Linked DNA regions of Mus musculus: regions 1, 2, 3, 5, 6 and 7 are each linked to region 4. The links are chromatin contacts, called in public Hi-C, HiChIP or PLAC-seq and promoter capture Hi-C maps. All regions are on one chromosome and are shown on one strand. The core of a region is the stretch at or near the end of the contact, and the rest is flanking DNA. Distances in the headings are between cores, read along the strand shown.

Evidence for each region. Promoter capture Hi-C pulls out the DNA fragments that hold promoters and counts their contacts. A called contact is a pair of places that touch in the nucleus more often than the background predicts. HiChIP or PLAC-seq counts read pairs in DNA pulled down with a chosen protein or histone mark.
Region 1: a contact with region 4 is called in a Hi-C map of bone marrow-derived macrophages, with 16 read pairs. The contact joins the enhancer-like site here to the promoter of Bank1 in region 4. A contact is called at or near these places in 3 of 39 promoter capture datasets (the C10 cell line, liver and pre-B cells), 1 of 484 Hi-C or Micro-C datasets (bone marrow-derived macrophages) and 3 of 9 other capture datasets (adipose tissue, liver and macrophages).
Region 2: a contact with region 4 is called in a promoter capture Hi-C map of liver, with 2.3 times the contacts expected there. The contact joins the enhancer-like site here to the promoter of Bank1 in region 4. A contact is called at or near these places in 2 of 39 promoter capture datasets (embryonic stem cells and liver), 1 of 15 datasets of contacts at CTCF or cohesin (pro-B cells), 2 of 484 Hi-C or Micro-C datasets (B cells and large pre-B cells), 2 of 115 datasets of contacts at active chromatin or transcription factors (acute myeloid leukemia and microglia) and 1 of 9 other capture datasets (macrophages).
Region 3: a promoter capture Hi-C map of liver shows a contact between it and region 4, with 4 times the contacts expected there. The contact joins the promoter of 4933401H06Rik here to the promoter of Bank1 in region 4. A contact is called at or near these places in 2 of 39 promoter capture datasets (hippocampal neurons and liver).
Region 5: a contact with region 4 is called in a promoter capture Hi-C map of hippocampal neurons, with 8 times the contacts expected there. The contact joins the enhancer-like site here to the promoter of Bank1 in region 4. A contact is called at or near these places in 9 of 39 promoter capture datasets (the 3T3-L1 cell line, 3T3-L1-derived adipocytes, the C10 cell line and 3 more), 2 of 15 datasets of contacts at CTCF or cohesin (large pre-B cells and pro-B cells), 7 of 484 Hi-C or Micro-C datasets (the 63-12 cell line, the Ba/F3 cell line, cerebral cortex and 3 more) and 2 of 9 other capture datasets (adipose tissue and embryonic stem cells).
Region 6: a promoter capture Hi-C map of pre-B cells shows a contact between it and region 4, with 3 times the contacts expected there. The contact joins the enhancer-like site here to the promoter of Bank1 in region 4. A contact is called at or near these places in 3 of 39 promoter capture datasets (the C10 cell line and pre-B cells), 1 of 15 datasets of contacts at CTCF or cohesin (pro-B cells) and 2 of 9 other capture datasets (liver and macrophages).
Region 7: an H3K4me3 HiChIP or PLAC-seq map of the 230-238 cell line shows a contact between it and region 4, with 14 read pairs. The contact joins the enhancer-like site here to the promoter of Bank1 in region 4. A contact is called at or near these places in 3 of 39 promoter capture datasets (the C10 cell line and liver), 2 of 15 datasets of contacts at CTCF or cohesin (large pre-B cells and pro-B cells), 1 of 115 datasets of contacts at active chromatin or transcription factors (the 230-238 cell line) and 2 of 9 other capture datasets (adipose tissue and liver).

Annotation. Positions count from the first base shown.
Region 1 is chr3:136,787,604-136,790,624 of GRCm38.p6, forward strand. The region is part of intron 1 of Ppp3ca (protein phosphatase 3, catalytic subunit, alpha isoform); the gene reads left to right. Among named protein-coding and RNA genes, the nearest start is that of Ppp3ca, 120 kb to the left of the region's middle. Within about 2 kb of position 1,353, at least 3 of the 459 cell types and tissues checked have an H3K27ac peak or open chromatin away from gene starts, as enhancers often do. A contact at or near this core is called in bone marrow-derived macrophages, where this site is marked.
Region 2 is chr3:136,835,333-136,838,609 of GRCm38.p6, forward strand. The region is part of intron 2 of Ppp3ca (protein phosphatase 3, catalytic subunit, alpha isoform); the gene reads left to right. Among named protein-coding and RNA genes, the nearest start is that of 1700006H20Rik, 120 kb to the right of the region's middle. Within about 2 kb of position 1,664, at least 61 of the 459 cell types and tissues checked have an H3K27ac peak or open chromatin away from gene starts, as enhancers often do. A contact at or near this core is called in acute myeloid leukemia and liver, where this site is marked.
Region 3 is chr3:135,838,725-135,841,683 of GRCm38.p6, forward strand. It overlaps 4933401H06Rik (RIKEN cDNA 4933401H06 gene), which reads right to left and starts at 1,545. Exons shown (of 5, transcript NR_040540.1): 1 at 1,383-1,545; 2 at 907-1,110. All of the region lies in intron 2 of Slc39a8 (solute carrier family 39 (metal ion transporter), member 8), which reads left to right.
Region 4 is chr3:136,324,797-136,327,829 of GRCm38.p6, forward strand. Bank1 (B cell scaffold protein with ankyrin repeats 1) reads right to left here and starts at 1,270. Exons shown (of 17, transcript NM_001033350.3): 1 at 1,074-1,270. The coding sequence starts at 1,143.
Region 5 is chr3:135,886,611-135,889,956 of GRCm38.p6, forward strand. Slc39a8 (solute carrier family 39 (metal ion transporter), member 8) reads left to right here. Exons shown (of 9, transcript NM_001135149.1): 9 at 195-1,962. The coding sequence ends at 344. Among named protein-coding and RNA genes, the nearest start is that of Gm31243, 14 kb to the right of the region's middle. Within about 2 kb of position 1,396, at least 25 of the 459 cell types and tissues checked have an H3K27ac peak or open chromatin away from gene starts, as enhancers often do. A contact at or near this core is called in hippocampal neurons, where this site is marked.
Region 6 is chr3:136,706,885-136,709,974 of GRCm38.p6, forward strand. The region is part of intron 1 of Ppp3ca (protein phosphatase 3, catalytic subunit, alpha isoform); the gene reads left to right. Among named protein-coding and RNA genes, the nearest start is that of Ppp3ca, 38 kb to the left of the region's middle. Within about 2 kb of position 1,582, at least 58 of the 459 cell types and tissues checked have an H3K27ac peak or open chromatin away from gene starts, as enhancers often do. A contact at or near this core is called in liver, macrophages, pre-B cells and 1 more, where this site is marked.
Region 7 is chr3:136,610,134-136,613,554 of GRCm38.p6, forward strand. No RefSeq gene overlaps it. Among named protein-coding and RNA genes, the nearest start is that of Ppp3ca, 58 kb to the right of the region's middle. Within about 2 kb of position 1,743, at least 82 of the 459 cell types and tissues checked have an H3K27ac peak or open chromatin away from gene starts, as enhancers often do. A contact at or near this core is called in the 230-238 cell line, adipose tissue and pro-B cells, where this site is marked.

The DNA of each region.
Region 1 (3,021 bases), core at 103-2,602, 460 kb after region 4:
GCAGATATTAAACATTTTAGATATTACTACCATAGGATCATAAAAGCAATTCCTCAAATATATATTTTATTTAAAAAAATCTAATTTGACTTTAACCTTTATTAAAATATTCAATATTCAATCAAAATTCTTAAATTAGAAATTTAGTATTTAAAATCAGCAAATACGTTTTTGCTTTCCTGATAACCCTATATGAAATTATTCTTAACAGATTAACCAGGCAAATAAAGACATTGGTCTTGTGTATATACATTTTATTCTTCTAACAAAAAAAATTCAAGTTCACTCTTATTTTAATTTTTTCAACTGTGCTGAAATCTTTTGAAACAGCTACAATAAGTCCTTTTCATAAAGGAATCATGTTGAGTCATTATTATATAATTTATTGTATAAGACATTTGCAATTGTATTAAAATGAACCTCCCATCATCGTCAAAAGTTAAGTTGTTTTGTGATAGAACCTCTCAAAACTGCAAACAGAGACAGAGTGGATCCTCACCTGTTTCCATTCCTTGGGTCCTTTAGGCATCATGTTGAGGAAAAAAACCAAAACACATATGAAGGATTAGGAGTATACACTCTTTGTCATATTTTAATGAAAATTGCCTTAAAATTCAAATTATAGAAGTATTTGTTGGTGGTATTCTTGTGTTCATTTTCTATAATTATTCTTGAAATGGTAATTATTTTATTTAACATCTGATTTTTAAAACTTACTTCTTTTTTTGTCATATCAAGGCGTAGGTTTCCTCACGACATTTCATACATTTATTATCATTTATATGTTGGTCTCTTTTCTTCCCTCTCCATTTCTCCACTGCAGGTTCCCTTTCTTTCCTGAAGGAATTCTTGTTCTGTTCTATTGAAAAATTGCTCGGAAGACATTTTAGAGGATAGTTCAAACTGTACTGTGTATAATATATAGTTGGTAAGCCAGAGGGAAAGGGAAAATTGCTTATTTTAGTAAATGCTTTTAGCACCGCTCTGCCCTTTTATGAACACTTTTGACATATTGCATAAAACCTCATTGTGCTGTATTTGCATGTCAACAAACAGGAAAACTGAAGGAGGTCTTCAGTTTGCTAGAGAGGTGATTGGGACCCATGAATGTTGACTGAATATATTTTAAGGCTAAGGACTTGTGGATGATCCTTAGAGGAAGTGGAAGAAGAGGATGTTGCTGGGAATGGATGATGTCAAAGATAAATGAAAAGACCAGGACATTACTAAGTTGGAGTTTTATTTATAGGTGTTTAAGCATGTGTATTTAGATTTTTGAGACACTATCTTCAGTGAAAGCCTGATATTTTCAAATAAGGCAAGTGAGTCGCGTCAGTGTGACTAATGTAGCCAGAGCCCTGTTAAGTATATTCATGCTGTTCTAAGGGTCTGACTCTCTCCCTCAGACAGGGTTTGTGTATCTTTGCACATGCACACTCCATACACAGATAAACTGAGAATTGTTTAAAGCTCTATGTAAATTAAGCTAAATCTCCCAGGATGAGAACACAAAGTATAGCCTGGAAGACTCAAGTATCTTCCTGTATATTTCCCTCCCTTACTCTGAATAGGATCACATTTCACATGTTGATGGTTTGTTAACTGGCATTCTGTATTTTCAAATAGCCAAACTTATCAAACCCCACTACCTTACCACCTTAAAGCAAAACGCTTTACTCTAGGTTCATCTAAAAATGAGGCAACTAGTTACTATACACTTCCATCAAGAGAAGGAACCTTTCTTTAGATGGGTGCATTCTTATTACCTGCGGGCGGCTTCCTTGTCTCTTCCTTTCTTCCTTAGTTTTGGTTTCTAACACTTTTCCAATTGCCTCTAACAAAACCTGCAGTGCGCCATGGACAGGGTCAGCTCTTCAGAGTCCATGTCAGCTCATGCTTGCTGTCTGTTGCCCACTTTCCCCAGCCTCACTGGATTAGTTAGTTAATATGAAGCAAGGGGACACAACTCAACATTGGGTCTCTAGAATCCTGAGACTCTCCTTATAGGGGTCAATTCAGTGAACCCCAAATTTGGTAACCCCCCTACAGAAAATGAGGGTGGGACCAAGTAATGAGTTTACTAGGTAGAAATAAAGAAGATAGAGAGAGTAAATGCTTTGCATTTAAGCATAAGAAGGAAAGGAGAGGAGAAGGGAGCGACAGAGGAAGGGAGGGAGAGAAAAAGGGGTAGAGAGGAGGTATTGATGGATTTTATGAAAGAACTATATCTATACCTACCAAGTCAGTGGTGTGGGCTTCTCAAGAGAAGTGTTTAAAAGCTTCATTTATGTATGATATATGTGTGTGTGTGTATATATATATATATATATATATATATATATATATATATGAAATATAATAAAATATAATCAAATCAAACATAATCATATGTGTATGTATGTGTGTGTGTGTGTGTGTGTGTGTGTGTGTGTGTGTGTGTGTGAATGCATAGCTTGGAAGTTGCATTGTACAGACATTGTGCTCTATAACCAGGTTCAAAGATTAAGCAAAGTTGAAAACATCATGTGCAAACACAGTAGCTTGATTCCATGTTTCTTAAAGAATGTCCTGTTTGCAAATGACACTGCAAGGTTGTTTATGAGATTCCCAGTCCAGGTTAGGGTGAGAGAAGAGAAATAGCCGGTTAAGTCTAGACTCAAAGGTCACCAACATTCCTGCCCATGTGAGTATAGTTTATCTGTTGTTTTTCTCCTGTCTGTGTCTGAGATAGCTCTTGGAAAAGGGGAAGCTGTCTCTGGGAGTAGCTTGATTTGTCAGTTGCTTTGGATTGATGACTGAGCAAGCAGGAAATGTGAACTGCCCTTCCCATGTCCTGTAAGCCAGCCCTGTCTTTCTATTCTGCCAGCCTTTGATTAGAATGAAGGTGGGTGATATACACAAATGTCCACAAGATTGGATTGCCAATCTAAGGAGGTCAGGGCAGAACGTGTTTTAAGTTGTGCCTGACATGTGATATCCTTAAGCCGTTTTCTTAACATGCACTGACCTAAGTATCTCTGA
Region 2 (3,277 bases), core at 414-2,913, 510 kb after region 4:
GGCCACATTGATTCTGCTTAGCTGGCAGGCATTCTCCTCCCTATGTCTCCCCAGCTCTGGGACAGAGACAAGTACCATGTTACCCAGCACTTCCGTGGGTGCTGGAGACGCTGTGCTGGCTGTTAGCACGTTACTTACTGAACCACATCCGAAGTCCAGCAGATGCTTTTTCTATAGACTGATATTTTTATAGGACCATTCAGATTTCATGAAATAGTCAAGCTAAGAAATAATTTGCCAAGGAGAGAAGAGAGACTCTTTCCTTTAAAATGGGGAGGCGGGCACACGTCATTCATGATAGAAATAACATACATACATGTCATAAGTTTTAAAACCAAGTTTGTTGTAACACGTTTATTTTTCTTTTCTTTTCTTTTCTTTTCTTTTTTTTTTTTTTTTTTTTTAATATGTGGCCATGAGTGTTAGCCAGCGATTGTATTGAAGAGCAGCAGACAAGGCTGTGCATATAGGCATGTCTGTTCTTGCATTGGAAATGGCCCGTGTTGGTAAGCTGGCCGTGGTAAATACCAGCAGGAAGTGAACCTCAGAACACACTACTTCCCAAGACTGTAGTCCTGAGAGTTGTTTGTCTTGAGGCCAGTCTCTGTTAACTGAAGCCCACCAGGTCATCGAAAACTCCTTAATCCCAGCAAGATAAGCCCCAGTGCTTCCAGGGGCGCAGATGCCGGGGCGGGCGGGCGAGTGTTAATAGGAGCTGTCGTTGAGTTTTCTAATTGGAAGCCCTAATTAAGTTCTGCCTTGATCTCTATCTGCTGCTGTCTTGACATCCTCTCTGTTGACCTGGTTCTTTGTTCAGCGACTTTTTTTCACAGCTAAACAAACACATGCCAGGGATTGCCTGCAACTTTATATTCTGCGTGCCCAAGAAACAAGTCTGCTTTGCTGGTCATATGTCTTTAGAAGTCTTGAGCCACACATGTGCTGTTGAAATGACTGTTGTGAAAAACATAAAAGCCCACATTAGTTGAGTTTCTACTGGTAGCTGAGCCCCTACCAAGGATGCTCCTTTATCTGGGACAATCGCATGCTTTGTTTAGGTTCTGTGTTGAGAAAAGTCCAGACTCTTTCTTCGAAGACTATCTGCCCGGTGCAGACTCATGCACGGGGGACCTGCATATACACGTCTGGCCAGTGGCCTGCATCAGACTCTCCAGTAGCGTCTCTCTACCCTTTGGATTGGGATTTAACCAAGTGTGGCTTAGTAAGACAGGGAGGGCAAGCTGTCCCCTCCAAGCCCCTCCGTGGCCTCTTCCAGAGGACCTGCTATTCTTCCTCTCTGGCAACCGCTTTGTGACTTTAAGCTCTTCTTTAACACTGATGCATCTCCTTCAGCCTTTGAGTCTCAACGTGAATGTCATTCCTGCGGGGGTGTCCCTGCTTATTCACAGAAATAATGCAATCTGCTGCCTCCGTGATTTTCCTTGTCTTGAGATTAGTGCGTTTAAATCCACCCCTAATCAAGCTTTTCCTTGGCCTGTATTATCTGTGTTCCTTTCCGGACTTTTTTTTTTTTTTAAACATTATTTTTATTTTTATACTTGCCTGGCCATATCTCTGTCTCCATTGTGTAACACTGCTCCTGCCTCACAGGCGGTTATCTTAAGTATTTGCTGATTGGTGGATTCACTGATAAAAAAGAAAAAGTTGAGCAAGGACCTGGGTGAACTTCCGGATGAAGAAACCTGTTCCTCCTCACGTTAACCCTTGTGTGGTGATGTTGCACTTCATCTTACTTTGTAGTTGTTGCCTAATTAACTGTGGATTAACAATGGCCTGCTTTCTTCCTTTAAAGTCAGCAATCACCTTGTGGTATTCTGCAATGCTAGTGAGAAACGAATGTTTTCATTTAGTGCCTTCTTAACCAGAAGGTGAACAGTTGGACTGAGTCAGAACCCGCAGTTTCTAAAGACAGTCCATAAGAAAAGAAAATGATTCTTCCAGTATCCAATTAATTCTAGCTTAATTACTCAGAGAGAGTGTTCTTCAAGCTTCCCAGTTACTGTCTTCCCACCCGTGAGGCAGGAACAGTTATACATGGGTGGGCAGGGGAGAGAGAGAGAGAGAGAGAGAGAGAGAGAGAGAGAGAGAGAGAGAGAGAGAGAGAGAGACAGACAGAGACAGAGACAGACAGAGAGAGAGACAGAGAGAGGCAGAGAGAGACAGAGAGACAGAGAGAGACAGAGACAGAGACAGAGACAGAGACAGAGAGACAGGCCAGGCAAGCATAAAAATAAAAGTAATGCTGAAAAAAGGCCAGAAAGGAACACAGATAATACAGGCCAAGGAATGCTTGATTAGGGGTGGATTTAAATGCAGGTGGCTGAAGACCTAAGAACACTGGCTGCTTTTCCAAAGTATCTGGGTTCCATTCCCAACACTCTCTGCGTGGCCCATAGCTGTCTATAAGTCCAGTTCTGGGGAATCCACTGCCCTCTTCTGGTAACTGTGGGCACTGCAGGCATGTCATACACAGATACTCACGTAGGCAAGCACCCCTACACACCAGTAAAAAGAAAAAAAAAATCTTTTAAGAAGTCACAGTTGTGAATTTCCTCTCTAGACCCAGGAACCTGCCCATCCGTTACTGTATGCTGGGTCAGTGCAGGATATGTATTTTTCACATATGTAATAAAAAAATTAGGATGATACCCAGTTATTAAAATAGTTTATTTTGGTGTGTGTATGCGGGGGGGGGGGGGGGGCACTGTCCAAGGCAGCCATAGAAAGTTTTCACATCCACTGGAGCTTAAGATTTACAGAAGGTAAATCCTTCATCCCTGCTGGAACCAAACTCCAGCAGCAGCAGCAGCAGCAGCAGACTTAACATGTGTTATTGAGCACTTACCCGTTTCTCCAGAGCCAAAGATGCATTGTGTATCTGTTTATGGATTCACTGGGGCACATATTTGACAGGCATTTTCAGGTTCTATATTCCTGGTGATTGTTCTCTGGGTACCACTCTTCTCTGTCTCCTGAAAGGAGTTCTTTCTGGACTTGATTTTCAGTGCACTGGAATATTTGAAAGCAAGCGGAGAAATCAGGATACTCTGGCTTATCGAAGAGTTGGGAATAATCTGTATTTTTTTGATATGAAAATGAGTTTTTCTCTATGGAAATGTGAATGTTTTGAATTTCATCATAATACAATTTGAAATAGATGACCATTGGTCATCACAAACATTTTATTAAAATCCCAAATAGTCCATGACCATGGTCGGGATCATGTAGCAGTGTCAAGAGTTAGTAGCAGTAAAAG
Region 3 (2,959 bases), core at 295-2,794, 490 kb before region 4:
CACCTCCTTGGGTACTTTCTCTAAGCTCCTTCATTGGGGACCCTGTGCTCCATTGAATGGATGGCTGTGAGCATCCACTCCTGTATTCGTCAGGCACTGGCAGAGCCTCTCAGGAGACAGCTATATCAGGCTCTTGTCAGCAAGCTCTTGTTGGCATCCACAATAGTGTCTGGTTATGGGATGGATCCCCATAGAAACACAAGTACATTGTTTAAAATTGGGAAAGCTAGATAAGCAGAAAGGAAAAAAAAAACCACTCATAATTTAGGACCTAGATACGAACATTCTCAACATATGGGCGTCTTTGTCTGTAAATTGCACTTTACCTGCCTTGTCGTAGCAATGCTATCTCTACACACGGCTTCATAAGGAGTTTTTCCTAATAGTGTCTAATTCATTAGACATTTTTGTCTTTATAATAATATATTCTAGAGAAGAAGTCTTCATATGCTCTTCAGAAAGACTTGGAAGAATGTATGTGTGTATGTGCACATGCATGCATGTATGTATGTATGTATGTAAGCATATTTGTACGTGGCCACGTATCTGTGTGATCTGATATATGTGTATTTCAGTATGTTTTAGTGCGTGTGTATGTGTGACTGTGAGTGGTGTATGTGTATATCTGCGTGTTCCTATGTGTGTATATATGTGTGTGTGTGAATGTGTGTTTGCGTGTGTTTCTGAATACATGCGCACCATTCAGCCCTAAGTAAGAAGCATAAGAAGGCGTGAGATAAAAATGGAAGCACTGATATCAGAGAATACTTGTCATCCCTAGTTCGGCCTCCTAGAGGATTATTCGTCTGGAGTGTTTCTTGCTCAAACCTTCTCTTTTAATGGTGTTAAGAATGTGTCCAAAAGTCAAGCCAAGAAAGATTGTGTCAACTCTGAAGAGGCACTTACAATGGTAGACTTGGGAGAGGCTGGTAGACAGCGAGCTGGAGACGCGTAAAGGGAGGGACACCAAGGTGTCTGGTCACCGAGTTAGGTAATCCCGTCATCACAGCGGACAGATCTGCCGTTTTCTCGTCCACTCCTGCTTCGAATGTTCCTGTTGTGTCATGCCTGTAAGCCACCAACCAGACTTTGTGACACCTGTCAGTGACCCTTGAAGAGATAAATCGGTGAAACGATCGCTTTTCTTCCAGGTTAGAAGAGACTTCCCGATAGTTACTTTCAAAGCTGCACTTTAAATGGTTGGGATCTAAGCTAGGTGCCCCACACTAATCTACTGTCACGGAGATTTCTGCACCTGTTTTGTTTCAGTTACTCTTGTACCTTTGGTTACATACACAAGCAGCCAAGAGCTCATCACTCCTTTCCACTTTATTTATCCCTGTTTTTATTTTATTCTTATTTTATTTTATTTTATTTGTCACCTGTCTACCAGGAACTGTTATGCGCCAGGCATTGTCAGAGTCCTATTAGTAAATATTACGGTAACATGAGCTCGTGGGATCTAGGTGGCTGCTTTCTCATCAGAGAAGCATTTTCAGTCTTCACATTTTCCTTCTTTAATGTAATCCATTGTCCTGGTCTCACAGAGTACGTTACATTACGTTACGTTACGTTATGTTACGTATGCAACGTGCGCAGCGGCAGTTCAGGTGCACTGACAGGCTGCCTCTGCTGTAGGAGAGAGTCCCGGATCTAAACAGCTGTAGAGAGTCTGTATCCAGATGGTCCACATTCATTGCTGGAAGCACGTGACCACGCCGGGCTCTCCCCAGCTGTGTTAGGAGTCTGAGCCTATGTTTGAGACATTGGGGTCAGTTGTTAGTTTCTGTTGCTTGAATGAAACCTTTGTGGACCCCAGCTTTCCCATTTGAAAGATGGGGATAGAAGGGAGAGATAGAACTGTATTTAAGTGATCTCTGTTCCCCACCTCCCCCGTCCCCACTCACAAGGATCCTAAGTAGTTTAAAGAGCAATTTAACTTTATGACCCTAAAAACTAGTAGGCCCAATAAAATACAGTTCCCTGCAGGATCCTGTGGATTTTCTTTTTATTATTTGAGTTACTCTCCATGTTTAATGAAGAAGACATAACAGTCAATCTCTAATTGCTTAGTAACGGGAAAACATGAGACTTGAATCTTCTCTTCACCTCCTATGAGCTAATCTTGGACAATTTATATTCCCAAGATGTTATTTCTTTGTCAAGGACCAGCCTTGGCATTGGAGTGGGGTTCTGAGAGAAGGGGTGTCTGGGAGTGGCAGAAAGAACGACTCAAAGTCAAATCATGGGTTCAAGCTGCCCACTCAGGTTCTGCTGAGATGGCTTTCCAGTCAGTCAGTCAGTCTGTCTGTCTGTCTGTCTGTCTGTCTGTCTGTCTCATCTAAAAACTGTCTGGTTGAGACAGCTCTCTCTGTAGGTAAAAGTTCTAAATGCTGTCTGGGTTTAGTCAGAGAAGCTGCTATAAAAAATTATTGGATCTTCCGACTAAGTCAGAAATCTTGGTAAGAAAAAATTCTTGAAGAGCTGTTTTGCTCTCCAGAGATTTCTAGAGAGCCCAGCTCTCACTAGAGAGAATTTCTAAACAACTGCTATCGCCTTTTGCTAGCTCATCTCATGCAGACCAAAAGCCCAGTTTTTTAATTTACATATCAATTCAGTTATTTATTCCAGGTTTCCTTTTGATTATATTTTGAATCAACATCCCGTGACCGCAGTCCTTTGATTCTTAAAAGACTGTAAGCATACATGCTGATCTTGAACTCAGGAATCTGCCTGCCTTTGTGTCTTTCTGACAGTCTAGCTCAGAGTGTAGCTGCCTTTGTTCCTTTAGATTCATGAAGCCCCCATAATTCATATTGCACTCTTATGTTTTGCATAGTTGAGAAATTATATATATTTTGAACTCATGTATTTATAGGTCTTTCCCATAGCCTTAAGGGCTGTCCTGAAGGTCCCAGCCTTTACCATTTTGCTGAGACATTAGCCACACCTTCTTCAC
Region 4 (3,033 bases), core at 20-2,519:
AACGGACCCTGATATAGCTGTCTCGTATGAGGCTATGCCAGTGCATGGCAAATACAGAAGTGGATGCTCACAGTCATCTATAGGATGGAACACAGGGCCCCCAATGGAGAAACTAGAGAATGCACCAAAGGAGCTGAAAGGGGTCTGCAACCCTATAGGTGGAACAACAATATGTACTAACCAGTACACCCCGGAGCTCATGTCTCTAGCTGCATATGTAGCAGAAGATGGCCTAGTCGGTCATCATTGGGAAGAGAGGCCCATTAGTATTGCAAACTTTATATGCCTCAGTACAGGGGAATGCCAGAGCCAAGAAATGGGAGTGGGTGGGTAGGGGAGCAGGGCAGGGGGAGGGTATAGGGAACTTTCGGGATAGAATTGGAAATGTAAATAAAGAAAATATCTAATAAAATAAGTGTATCAGACCCTAAAAACAACTAAAGCCAAAAGATCCTACCTAAAATAAAGTTAATAAAATACAATAAAAATAAAAATGTTATGAGAATTTTAATTCTGATTAGTAAATTAAAATAATTTCAGGCTACAATTTCTTGCTGTATAACTCACCAGGAACACCTCCTATAATCATGTTAATATTCTGGTGAAATCTCTTTACCAAAGCTAAGTTTTTAATGCTTATTCTGGAACTTCACATGCATTTAAAAATAAAACCAAAAGGAACTCAAACCAAGCACCTCAGCAGTCATTTGAAAATGTAAACTATCTGACATAGTCAACCAAGTTGACTCCGTTCCTTTTTCTCATTTAGGAGCTCATGGTTCCAGGGAGTTGGTTTTATACAGACTGATCCGGGGCAGGGGAATGGGCAAGGATGCTTCAAACGAGGCATTTTGCTCCATGTATATACATTTCAGATGAGATCTAGCATTAAAGCTGGGTGCAAAGTGATTTTCAAAAGTAGAGAAGCCCCCACCCCACCCCCAGGTTTAAAGACACCCAGGTCTTGGTAGCTCCCAGGGCAAACTGTCTACTGGTGGCCCTTAGTCTCAGAAGGACTCCAGGGTCATCATGTACCCTCCACCCAAAGCCCTGACAAACATGAGACCACCCACCTGGAGGTGCTAGGCCAACCTGGAACAGATCCTGGGTGCTACCCCTAGTGCCAGAAGCCACAGGAAGCATTGCGGGAGGTTGGAGCCTGGGAGCTGCAGTGGCCAGCCCTGCCTGCAACTTCCCCTGCAGACCTTTAGTTCCGATGGTCTGTGGCCCTGCAGCTTGCTTCCTACTCTGGGGATTGTGGCCCGAGGTTGCCGGAAATGCAGCCCAGGGGCTCAGGCCGCAAGGCTAGGGTTAGGCCTTGCTGGGGGAAGTGAAATTGCTCAGGCTTGCTTTTACTTAGTTTGAGAGAGCTGTCTTAGGTTCCCTTTCTCCCAGGCTATCTTTAAGCTCAGGTGACCTAGAGCTTATAGCTTTTCTTATTCTGTTCTGTATTTCTCTGCTATGCTAACCCTTCCTTCTGCAAGACAGAAAGTAGACTTTTATAAAAGGAACTACTTGACAGAGGCATAGATAGAGATACCGTGACAGAGATATAAAGGTATGAAATTTTAGTATTTCATCTTACCCAGGCTCCAGGCTAAGTCTGTGTGTTATAGAGTGATTTTCATTCCCACATGAGAAGTTTTTCCTAGATCTGCTCTAATTTTGAAATGGGCCAGGTCAGAGACATACACATACCCTATACCCTTCTCCTCAAACATGAATTATGGCTGTGTTCTTGCTTGTTTGAAAGAATAAGAAATACCCAAAGAGTTATCCCAGAGCCTAACAATGAGCAAATATCAAAAATCACTAGACTACAACCTAACCAAAGTTGGAGATCGTTTGACAATCAAATTCAAAGTGTGTGTGTTGGGGGAGGAGGACTGGAAAAAGGGATAACATTTGAAATGTAAATAAAGAAAATATTCAATAAAAAAAAGTGTGCAAGTAACACACAGTTGCCATGGACCACTTTTCCTTCTTCGAAAAGAACCAGAAAGTTCTACTCTAAGTGTTTTTGGAATACTGTAACTATCAAGTGTCACAGAAAGTCATTAACTTTCCACACATGCTAGATAAAATTCATAAAGCAAAATGTGAGGAAGCTTTGAAAAGCATTAGATATACATTTATCTTCTACATGGTACTTCTTATTTGATCATCTTGAGTAACTCTTCCAAATTTGGAACAATAAAGCCAGTATATGAAATGATACCCTGACGTGTGAGCGGCTGCTTATGAAGGACAGCTTACCCAGAAATGTCAGCAGAGTTTACAGGGACATGGGTGTCACTCCGGTCAATGTTTTCAGAAATGCAATACTTAGGAAAGATTAAGTCTTCATAGGGGAGAAAGAAAGGGTGTGGTGTATTAAAAGGAAATTTAGTGTATTTATATATATATATATATATTTTTTTTTAAATTAGGTATTTTCCTCATTTACATTTCCAATGCTATCCCAAAAGTCCCCCACACCGTCCCCCCCCCCACTTCCCTACCCACCCACTCCCATTTTTTGGCCCTGGCATTCCCCTGTACTGGGGCATATAAAGTTTGCAAGTCCAATGGGCCTCTCTTTCCAGTGATGGCCGACTAGGCCATCTTCTGCTACATATGCAGCTAGAGTCAAGAGCTCAGGAGTACTGGTTAGTTCATAATGTTGTTCCTCCTATAGGGTTGCAGATCCCTTTAGCTCCTTGGGTACATTCTCTAGCTCCTCCATTGGGGGCCCTGTGCTCCATCCAATAGCTGATTGTGAGCATCCACTTCTGTGTTTGCTAGGTAAGCAACGGCATTGGAAGGAGGGCATGGAGAGGCAAATGATATATGTAAGCCTGGGTGTGGGAATCTCATAAGAGAATCACCACAAACTTCTTTTTTTTTCTGTCATAATCCATAAATGTATTTATGTAGATTTTCTTTTTATTAGGTATTTTCTTCATTTACATTTCCAATGCTATACCAAAAGTCCCCCATACCCTCCCCCCACCCACTCCCCTACCCACCCACTCCCACTTCTTGGCCCTGGCG
Region 5 (3,346 bases), core at 146-2,645, 440 kb before region 4:
GCTGTGTGACCTTTCGATAGTTTTACCGTGGATGCCGCAGAATACTAGGATTCCTCAATACCTGAAGCAAAACATTGATTGGTACGATCCAGTCCCAAATGAAAGAAATGCTCAGCTCCTGTGCAGAAACCCCAGACGAGCATTTCAGGATTCACCACAAGATGGCGACAGCCATTTAATAATGTGTCTTCTAGTTTCCAGAGATGAACGACATGCTGAGAGAAAAAGTAACTGGAAGACAAACGGATTTCACCTTCTTCATGATCCAGAATGCAGGGATGTTAACCGGCTTCACTGCCATCCTGCTCATCACCTTGTACGCAGGAGACATCGAATTGCAGTAGCCGGAAGTGGAGTATAACGTCAACGCGGGAAGGCATTTAATAACAACACAGAAACATCTCCATAGGGATTTTTGTTTTTTTAAAAGTATATCCTATTTAGTTAAAAGAGATTTTTTTTTTATTATTTTCAACTAAAGGCTAAGGAATCTAATGACTGGTTTCAGATATGTAGAATAGGTGAAATTTGTTGTTAAAATTTTTCCTTAAAAGGTTTTCGGTTTCAGACTGCAAAGGCTGGTGTATGGGGCCTTTGGTAAATACCTGGTTTTCAATATTTTATGCATATTAGAAAATTATCATGAAGCAAACACGTGCATTCACAAGCAGACATACAGATCCAGAGAAAAACACAATCTGGGTCATGTAAGGTTTCAGAACTTGCTTGGGTAAACAACAACAACAACAACAACAACAACAACAACAACAAAAACCTCAAGCGTTTTCAGAGTGGTTTTCTTCCAATTAATGTGTTTGACTGCTTTTAAAGGCAGGTGCATCAAATGAGGAAGAAAATCAAGACAGACAGCTCCAGTGCATGCAGGACCGATCCCAGTGCCTTAACGAACCCCAGAAAGATAGCGCACAGCGTTTGTTCAGCTTTATGTCTCAGTTGGCGACCTGTAGGATTGTTTTGAAAGCTAATACAAAGTAACATGAATTAGGAAAGGATGAAAGGCTTGCTAGCCCAGCAAGGCTTGGGCTCAGGGCTTGGTCCCTGAGTTATAAGCTTGAACACACCCTGCAGAAGACCAGAATTGCTTTGCTATGATTTATGCTGTGGTTCCAGCCAACAGAAATGCCTGAGGAGTATGCGAGACTGGTTAGAACTCAGTCTTGCCATGCTCTGGGATTGCTTTGTCATGGTGGAGAATATGTTGGGTGGGAGAGAGAAATTGAATGTAATTGTGAGCAATTTACTTTTTAAAAGATGAGCATAATTATTTAGCAGGGGGAATTTCAATAAATGCAAAAATCACAGCTGGGCTGGGCTGTGTCAGAGACTGATGGTGGAGGAGGCATGTGCTCATTAGGGGTGATTGACAGTCAGCAGAGACGGCTTCTTTTATGTGCAGTGTGCTTTGTTCCCATATGGTATACCGTTGGATGGAAAACCTCAGCATACTCTTTCTACCTTTCGTAAAACACACAGCTCACTGAGTGTTTGAGCACGTTGTAGACGATCAGTCTGAATTGAACATCCTAATTTCAATTCACACTCCCAAGTAACTTAAAAAAAAGATGATTTGACAGTGATGAGAATTAGTAATAGAAGCCAAGTTATCTCAGGAATTATGTTTTCCTATAAGCCCAAACACATTTTCATGTAATAACAGTGCAGATTTGATAAACTTTAACATATATGTTTATGTGTATTCTCACTTTATGACTGACAATTAAAAAATATTATTTGACCAAACAGTAAAAGCTTTTGAAACCATGTACCGTGTCAGTTATTTTTCTCTTAATATGTCTTTATTTTGAGTGACATCATGTGGCTGGTGTTATGAGAAGAGAGGCAAGTAGAGAACTGATGTTGTATTATTTTAAAAATATCTAGCAAAAAAATCCTACAAAGACTAATTTTTCATTTCAATAAACACAATCTATATTAGTATAACCTTTCGTTTCAGTGCTTAACAATCCTTGCTTTTTAAAAGTATATGCTGTGGGCTGGAGATATGGCTCAGTGGTTAAGAGCACAGACTGCTCTTCCAGAGGTCCTGAGTTCAATTCCCAGTAACTACATGGTGGCTCACATTCATCTGTAATAGGATCTGATGTCTTCTTCTGGTGTGTCTAAAGACAGCTATAGTACATTCATATATATATAAAACATTAAAAAGTACAGATTGTATGTATTTTTAATGAAATGACTTATGGAAGAATATTTTGAAAAGATAGTTTAGTGATTCTCAGTGTACATGCAGATTGACTCTTTGGCCTGCTTTTTGTGGGTCTGGCTCTCCATCCTTTCCCTTTACCATGGAGAATGAAGGACTTTGGGTGACGATGACTTAAAGACAAGAGGCAATTGTTTGTTGGAGGCAGAAGGAAAGTCGGGATGGCATTTACTTTATCCTGATTAACTTTCTTCAAGTGAGCATAATCCTGCCAACATACTTCCTATGGAGCATTTGCCATATAATCTTAGTTTTTTGAAGAAAAAAGGATTTATTTCATTTTGAAGATTACAAACCATCACTGAGGGAAGTTAGAACTGGTACTCAGGTAGGAACTCAAACAAAACACGTGGAGGGACATCGCTTACTTTCTCTTTTCCTGGCTTGTTTGGCTCACTTTGGTAGCAGCTCTCTAGTTAGACTTGTTTACTCAGCAAGATGGAAATCATGCCTACTATGGCAAACTTAGCTAGCCACTGAGTAGTGGATATTGGAGGAGAACCTACAACCACCATTTTATTAAGACAGCATAATCATTAGATTTTAGAGATGCTACCAGAATAAATAAAAAATACTGTATATTACTCATTGCTAAACTTTAAAGAATATGTATTAATTCCTGGCACTTATTGGGTACTGTAGAAGATCCTGTTACCATGGTAATGCTGTGTCACAAAGCACCTTAGGAAACTGAAGCTCACAAAGTGGGTGAGCTTCCACTAGAGGTGCTGATGGGTAGCCAGCTGATAGAGCCATGGTACTAGGGTGTGGCTCCCATTGTGGCTGGAACTGCAAATTCATGTGGAAGAGATAATAGATGCCTAAGTCCACTTATGGGTAAAGTGTAAACAGGTTCAATCAGTCTTAAGCAGTTTTTATAAAGTATCTGTTATTTTTCCTGAATGAAGATACCTGACATTAATGATAATTCATCAAAAGTCTCTAGAGGTATCTCCCTCTTCTAATATCTAAATAATAACCAAAATCTGTTTAATGAAAATAGTTCCTTTCCTTTACCTGTACAAGTTGGGATGTGTGGCTGTGTCATGGCTCAGAGCTAGTGAGGATAACTCAGGTTTACTTAGCTGCCAGTTGCTCATC
Region 6 (3,090 bases), core at 332-2,831, 380 kb after region 4:
TCCTCAGGGCGTCCTGTAAAGCTTTGAAATGATTTGACTTAATCAGCAATGAAACCTGAAGGTACCGAAGGACAATATCTCGTCATCTTTTGAAGAAGGGGTCACGCTTGAGAGCCATGAAAAGCACCTAGAAAACCCCAAGGGGGAACGCATTTGATGTTGTACCATCCATACACCATTAAAACCCAGTTTATTGTTAGATGCTGGAAACACCGTGTTAAGACCTTTATTATTGATATATTAGCCCTTCCTCCCTTGAATACCTGCTGCTCTTCCCTTTTAAAGTAAGAGGATTGTAGCCAATGTGTTCAATCCTAAACAGCCTCTGACTAGGAAGTTATGATATTTCACGTCTTTTATCTTCTTCAAACAGTATCATTACCTTTTCTTTCTATATGAAAAAGGGGAATTTATAATTTTCTCTGCATGTTTATACTATAAAAGAAACAGAGACTTTCATCAGTTAGCCTAACCCTAGATGACATCATTAAAAGAACATTTTACAGTGCATGCCTTGGTTGCTTGTTGGTTTTCTAGAACACTTCAGTTATGACTGAGTGCCCAGTTTTTTTCTTTTCATACCTTTCCCCAAGGTGAGAAACAAAGTTGCTCTATTTTTCCAAAATATCACTACCTTCTGTCTAGTGCTTCTAGAGTTCTGTTGGAAAGGCACCTTACTTCCTGCTCTGTTCTTAAAACCACCACTGGACGTGTTAGAGATGCAGGTAAGTGAAGGATGCCTTGAATAGCCTCAGATACTTTAGGGTTCTGTCCTGATCCTGTGAGCAGCCCCCCTGTTGGAAACCCACAGAGTCCCTTCCTGGAAGCCTGGAGATGGTTTTAAGCCAGTCGAAGCCTATGGGATCATTTGCTCTGATATCTGATAAGCAAATAAAATAAACAGACTGTTGCCCAGGAGGGAACTGGTTTCTGTTGTCTCTGTTCAGGTCTCTGAATGGGCCCCATTGTTTATTTATTGTGCTTTTCACAAGTGCTAATAAGCTCACCCTTGTTTTACTAATAGCTTTCTTCTTAAGTGGCTTGACATTTCAGTTAACTGTCAATAGCCTCAATGTTTTTCTTTAAATTGGGTCAGACTAACTGGTTTGTTTAAAAGTTAGGCAGCCTTATATAAATTGTGGCATATAAAACTAAGGAACATTTATTAGGCATTTTAAAATTTGTTTCCCTAGTTACAAAATGTAAGGTCGCGATAGAAACTGTGCTTTTATATTCTTTCTTGTGCTAGTAAAATTAAGTAATTGAATGCAGATTGTAGAACCTGTTGAATAACTAAGTTAGTTGAAAGTTTTTAGTTAAAGCCTGCTAGATATGTGGACACATTTCACTTTTAAATGTTTCAAGTCATAGCATGAAGAATTTAGATGAGCAAACCTGTACTTAAGGCAATGTTTTCCTTTCAGATTTTTATTGCATTAATTTTAAAAGCCATAAATAAGAAAAAAAAAGTCTTCATTAGTGGAAATGAAACTGAAACTAAAGTGGAGTGTTGACCTTGTACTAGGAGTTAACATCTGCAAACCAAGGCCCTGGTCTGCACAGAAAGAGGCAGAGTTGGGGAAGCAAGGCCCAGTACACTGGGAAGTCTCCTCAAGTGACCAAACACTGCAATAACAGGAGAGCCATCAAATCATTCAGTGGGCAGTCTTAAATGTAATTAGCCGTGTAAGTAAAATCAAAGACAGTCTAAGGAGTAAAATCTAGGAAAGGATTATTACAATATCCCAGTGAAGGTGTCTGCAAACCCTTCAAGTGAGCTGCACACGTTTAGTCACAAGAAGATACTTCTACTTACAGAAGACAGCATAGTGCTAGGCAAACCAGCAAACAGGGCTGGTGAAGTGGCTCATTAGATAAAGGCAGTTGGGACAAAGCTTGGCAGCCCTTTGATCCACATGGTTGAAGGGGAAGACCACCTCCAGAAATTTGGCCTCTCTTTTTAACATGAGTGCATACTATGGGGTACGCACACACACACACACACACACACACCATAAATAAGTTTCTAAAAAATATTTTTGAAATGTGAATGGATGGAGCTTGAAATAATCACTGTAATTAACGTAACTGACCAAGATCCAGAAAATCAAGCAATGGGTGTTTTCTTGGGCATGTGGATGATAGCTTTGACAGCTGTAGCTCTTGCTATACAGCTGATTTATGCTAATTAGAAAGCTGACCCTCATTTCTTCTGATTTATCTGATACTAAAATCCTTATGATGACTTACCACTGCAGCTTGATTTTCTTAGAGTGTTGATGCCAGTCAGTACCCTCAAGATGAGGATACGTCGACATTTAAAGAGGATCAAACTGAGTGACTGACCTGTCACTCAGTGACAGTGGCTGCACAGTTAGTTAATGACAGAGCTGCTACCTTATCTCGGCAAGGTCTCAGGAAATGTTTCTGGCACAAACAACTGAGTAAATTAATGTCCTTGGTTTAGACTCAAGCATTTATAGACTTGACTTAACATTTCCTTACTCTGAGGCAGGCAACAGCGTTTGATTCCTAGGTCTGGGGAGCATTTACCATTTACCAGTGAAATTTCTCTTTCGAAGAAAAGCCTTACAGTTGTGCATCTTTGGAGCTGAAAGAGAAGATATTGCCCAAACTAAATTAAATGGACCTTGAGCTCAGCAAATGTTTATTAATTTACATTGTTTTATTTTAATTTGATGATTGATAATTGCCTTTGGTTTCACATATGACTTTAAAATATTAACACTGCTTTTAAAAATCCAACTCGGCGTAAAGAGAGAGCACTATGTAAGGTGTGTACAATAATGCTCTTTAAAGAGTGGGGGCGTTCTAGAAGGACATCCACGGTGTTGCCTTGCCTTTAGCTGTGTTACTTGGGTCTCAAATGGTCTTCACTTGGTCTCGTGGCTCACAACTTTATTGTGATATGTGATATGGATGGCCTGATAGGAAGCAGCGAATGTTGTGTTGTTATTGGATGTTGATGTTATTACATCAGTCAGGTTTTTGCAGTTTCAGTAAACCTTGGACACTTAAAAACTGTTGATGCTTTATGTGACATTAGAGGTTGTGTGTATGTGTGTAAGA
Region 7 (3,421 bases), core at 493-2,992, 290 kb after region 4:
TCAGGAGCAGCCTAGTACTTCCGAGCATCAGCATTTGGGACATCTAGTAGTTGCTCGTACTGGCCTGAGTAAGCCTTTTATTTACCAACTCCATCCTCTACCCAGCATCCCAATTTCCCCTTTATGCGCATTTGGGCATTTAGAAAGCTGACCATTCAGAAAGCACACAGTTGGGCATTGTTTTCAAGCTCACTGCTGCTCCTGACAGAATTATTGAGGAAGCATTATGCAAATCTATTGTTTACAAAGGCCATAAAACCATCTGGCCCAAGAGGTTCACTTTCTGTAGCTGACTTCTGGACACCAGCATGGGTTTAACTTCCTCTGTCCTTCCTATTCTGGCTGCCAAGCCACTGTTGACAAAACACAGGTGATTTGTTTCTCATTTCTGACCAGGCTTCCAGTCCTGCCTCTGCTTATTTAACTTTGTTCTAGTTTCTGTATATCACTCTCTCCGCCTCTCTTACCTGGGGCAGTTTCCACACTTTCCCTGAGGTTTCCTTTGGAGACCTTCTGTGGATTTCCAGACAGAGTCGAACATTTATAACTACATCTCAGAGACACAAAGCACATTTGTAGAAAGTCATAAAAACGACCTTGGTAATAAACCCCAGGGTGTGGCTGTTACACACAGATGGCAGCTTCTAAGCGCTCACAATTCATGGGCTGCCCAACGGTGATCCACAGTTTCAACTGCAGACCTTGGGAAGTAAGATTTTGTTGCTACTGAGTAAGTCTAATAAATGGATTTCATTTCAACATCACTGTATAAAATTATATCTGTTTGCCTTTTCCATGAGAATATTGGACTTTTAAATGTGTATCGCTGTTCTATAGCATCACAATTCATCAAAACTGTAGCTGTTTCTGCACATGCTCAGACATTAGAATATACTTCAGAAAAGTCACAACATGGAAGTTGCTCTTTCATAGGTACCAATTTCCCAAAGAGAGGGTAGCTGTCAATTTAAAGGAGCTAAGGCTCCCGTTTAATCTTCTGTGTATGTAAACATGAGCAAGAAGCCAAAACTTATCTTGATCCAGTGATGTCCACAAGGGACACCTGTTTCAGTATTTATTTTTGTATAACATACAAGACCCGAGAGCTTTTAAGACTACAGCCGGGCGGTGGTGGCGCATTCCTTTAATCCCAGCACTTGGGAGGCAGAGGCAGGTGGATTTCTGAGTTTGAGGCCAGCCTGGTCTACAGAGTGAGTTTCAGGACAGCCAGGGCTATACAGAGAAACCCTGCCTGAAGAAAAAAAACAAAAAAACAAAAAACAAAAAACAAACAAACAAAACAAAACAAAACAAAAGACTACTGTGAGCAAGGCTAAATTCATTGTTCTGTTAGAACAGGTTAGACCTTGGCATGACTGATCTTTGTAAGTTATAGTCTAACAGACAAGAATTTTGAGGGTTCCGTTGAGATAACAAAGGATGGATCATTTCTAACAAAACAAGCAACTGTTGTTTGATTGTTATTCTTACAGCTTGCTCATATTTATCCAGTTTAGCTAAGTAAACGTAGTTATTTGAATCCCTAACACCTACTGTTCTCATAAACAGGATACCCTATGTTCTGTATTAAGCTTATCCTGCGAATTGCTCACGGAAAAAAAAAAGTGAGGATATGAGATCAATTTTAAAAATGTGAATTTTTTTTTAGTGCCAGAAGCCTAGGCACTGCCATTAGCTATAAAAAGAACTGGTGGGAGGAGGATGTGGTTCCTGCCGAAGATACACAGCACTCTCTGGCAGCCACATCCTGCCATCCTATGGCTGGTTCAACCCAAGTACCACATGATAGTTTTCTTAAATGATAAGCTATTACGTGTTGTTGTAAAGTGAGACCATTAAAAGAGAGTAGTGTCTTTGAAGGCTAATAGGTATCTACAGTTGTAGCAAAGATAGGGATTGGAGCTTTGCAAGTATCATACAGAAATGAGAGAAAGTCTTAAGGTCTCTTATGAAATATAAAAAATAAACCATCATAGAAATAAATGGGGAAATATGCAAAAGCACAAAAAAGTTCCTCACATTTAATTCCTCTGACACATTGCACATAGCATTTGCTCCACTAGACTATACTCGTATGTGTATTTATATTTATTAGTTCTGATATGGATCTTTAATGCCCCTACAAATTCATGGTCTGAGTACTTGTTCCACAAACAGTGGAAAAAAGAGCTAGTAGGGCTGTTTCTACAGCCTATAGGACCTTTGCAACCCTGGTCCTGGCTGCCACATGTCATTAGGGGTACATGGTTGGAGGTTGTTGTTTATTGTTGTTGTTGTTTGTTCTTTTAACCTACCTCCGTTTGGGTCCTGTTCTCTGATTCCTGATCTTTTGGCATGCAAGCAACCAACACCTCATGGTCACTCTGCCACAGACTGAGCTGCTCCACTGTGCCCCCCCAATTATGATGGACTACCTCTGATACCATGTGCCGAAATCAACCTCTCTTCCTTTGAGTTGCTTCTGACTGATACTTTGTCCTAATGATCATAACACTTTAGAAATTATGTTGATTTTACAAATAAATTGATGTGTTTTTACAAAATTGAAGTCATGTGATACACAATCCAGCTAGGATGTTGCTAGAGAGAAATGGCATTAGTCTCCTTTGGTCACTTAGTATTAAATTATAATGATTTTGCTATGTTACATATTCTTTGAAAACATTGTATGTCTCTAATATCACAAGACGTCAATCCTCCTCAAACATTAACAGAAATCAAAATGGCCTTGGCACCTTTTCCAGTTTCTAAATTAATGCATATCAGGTAGAGCCACAAGTGTGATTTCCTATATTTCATTGGATAGTTGAACACAAAGGTCTTTATTACTTTATACAAACCTGATCTTTCAATTGTGGGTTTATATTACTTTAAATATGACCAATCATTTAAATGCTTTCTAACAATTTATATTACAGGTGAATATTACTTTTCTTTGTCTAAATTCTTTGTGTTACATAATACATTCTAGATTTTCTAAGTTTACGTTCAAGTGGCATGTTCTTTTAGTTTCCTTTATCCCAAGAAAAGGAAACATTTCATCACATTTTCAATGTTGACCTCCCAAAACTAGAAACAATTCTACAACTGTTTTCTTAAAGCTATTTTCTAGGAAACCTTTACATTTGCAGCACTTAAACCCCTAGTTAGTGTAGTTATCATAGACATTTTCTCACATAATGGTGTGCTATTTACTAATGTTCTGATCTTGACAGACCAGTTTTGTTTTCTCAGCTTTAAATACTTTTATTGATTTGGACTTGGGGGTGTTTTGGTTTTGTTTTTGCTGTTGTTTTTGTGATTGCTGTTGCTGATGCTGTTTCTGCTGCTGTTGTTGTTTCTGTTATTGTTGCTACTTCTGCTTTTGCTACTGCTGTTTTCTGAATACTAGGATCAAACC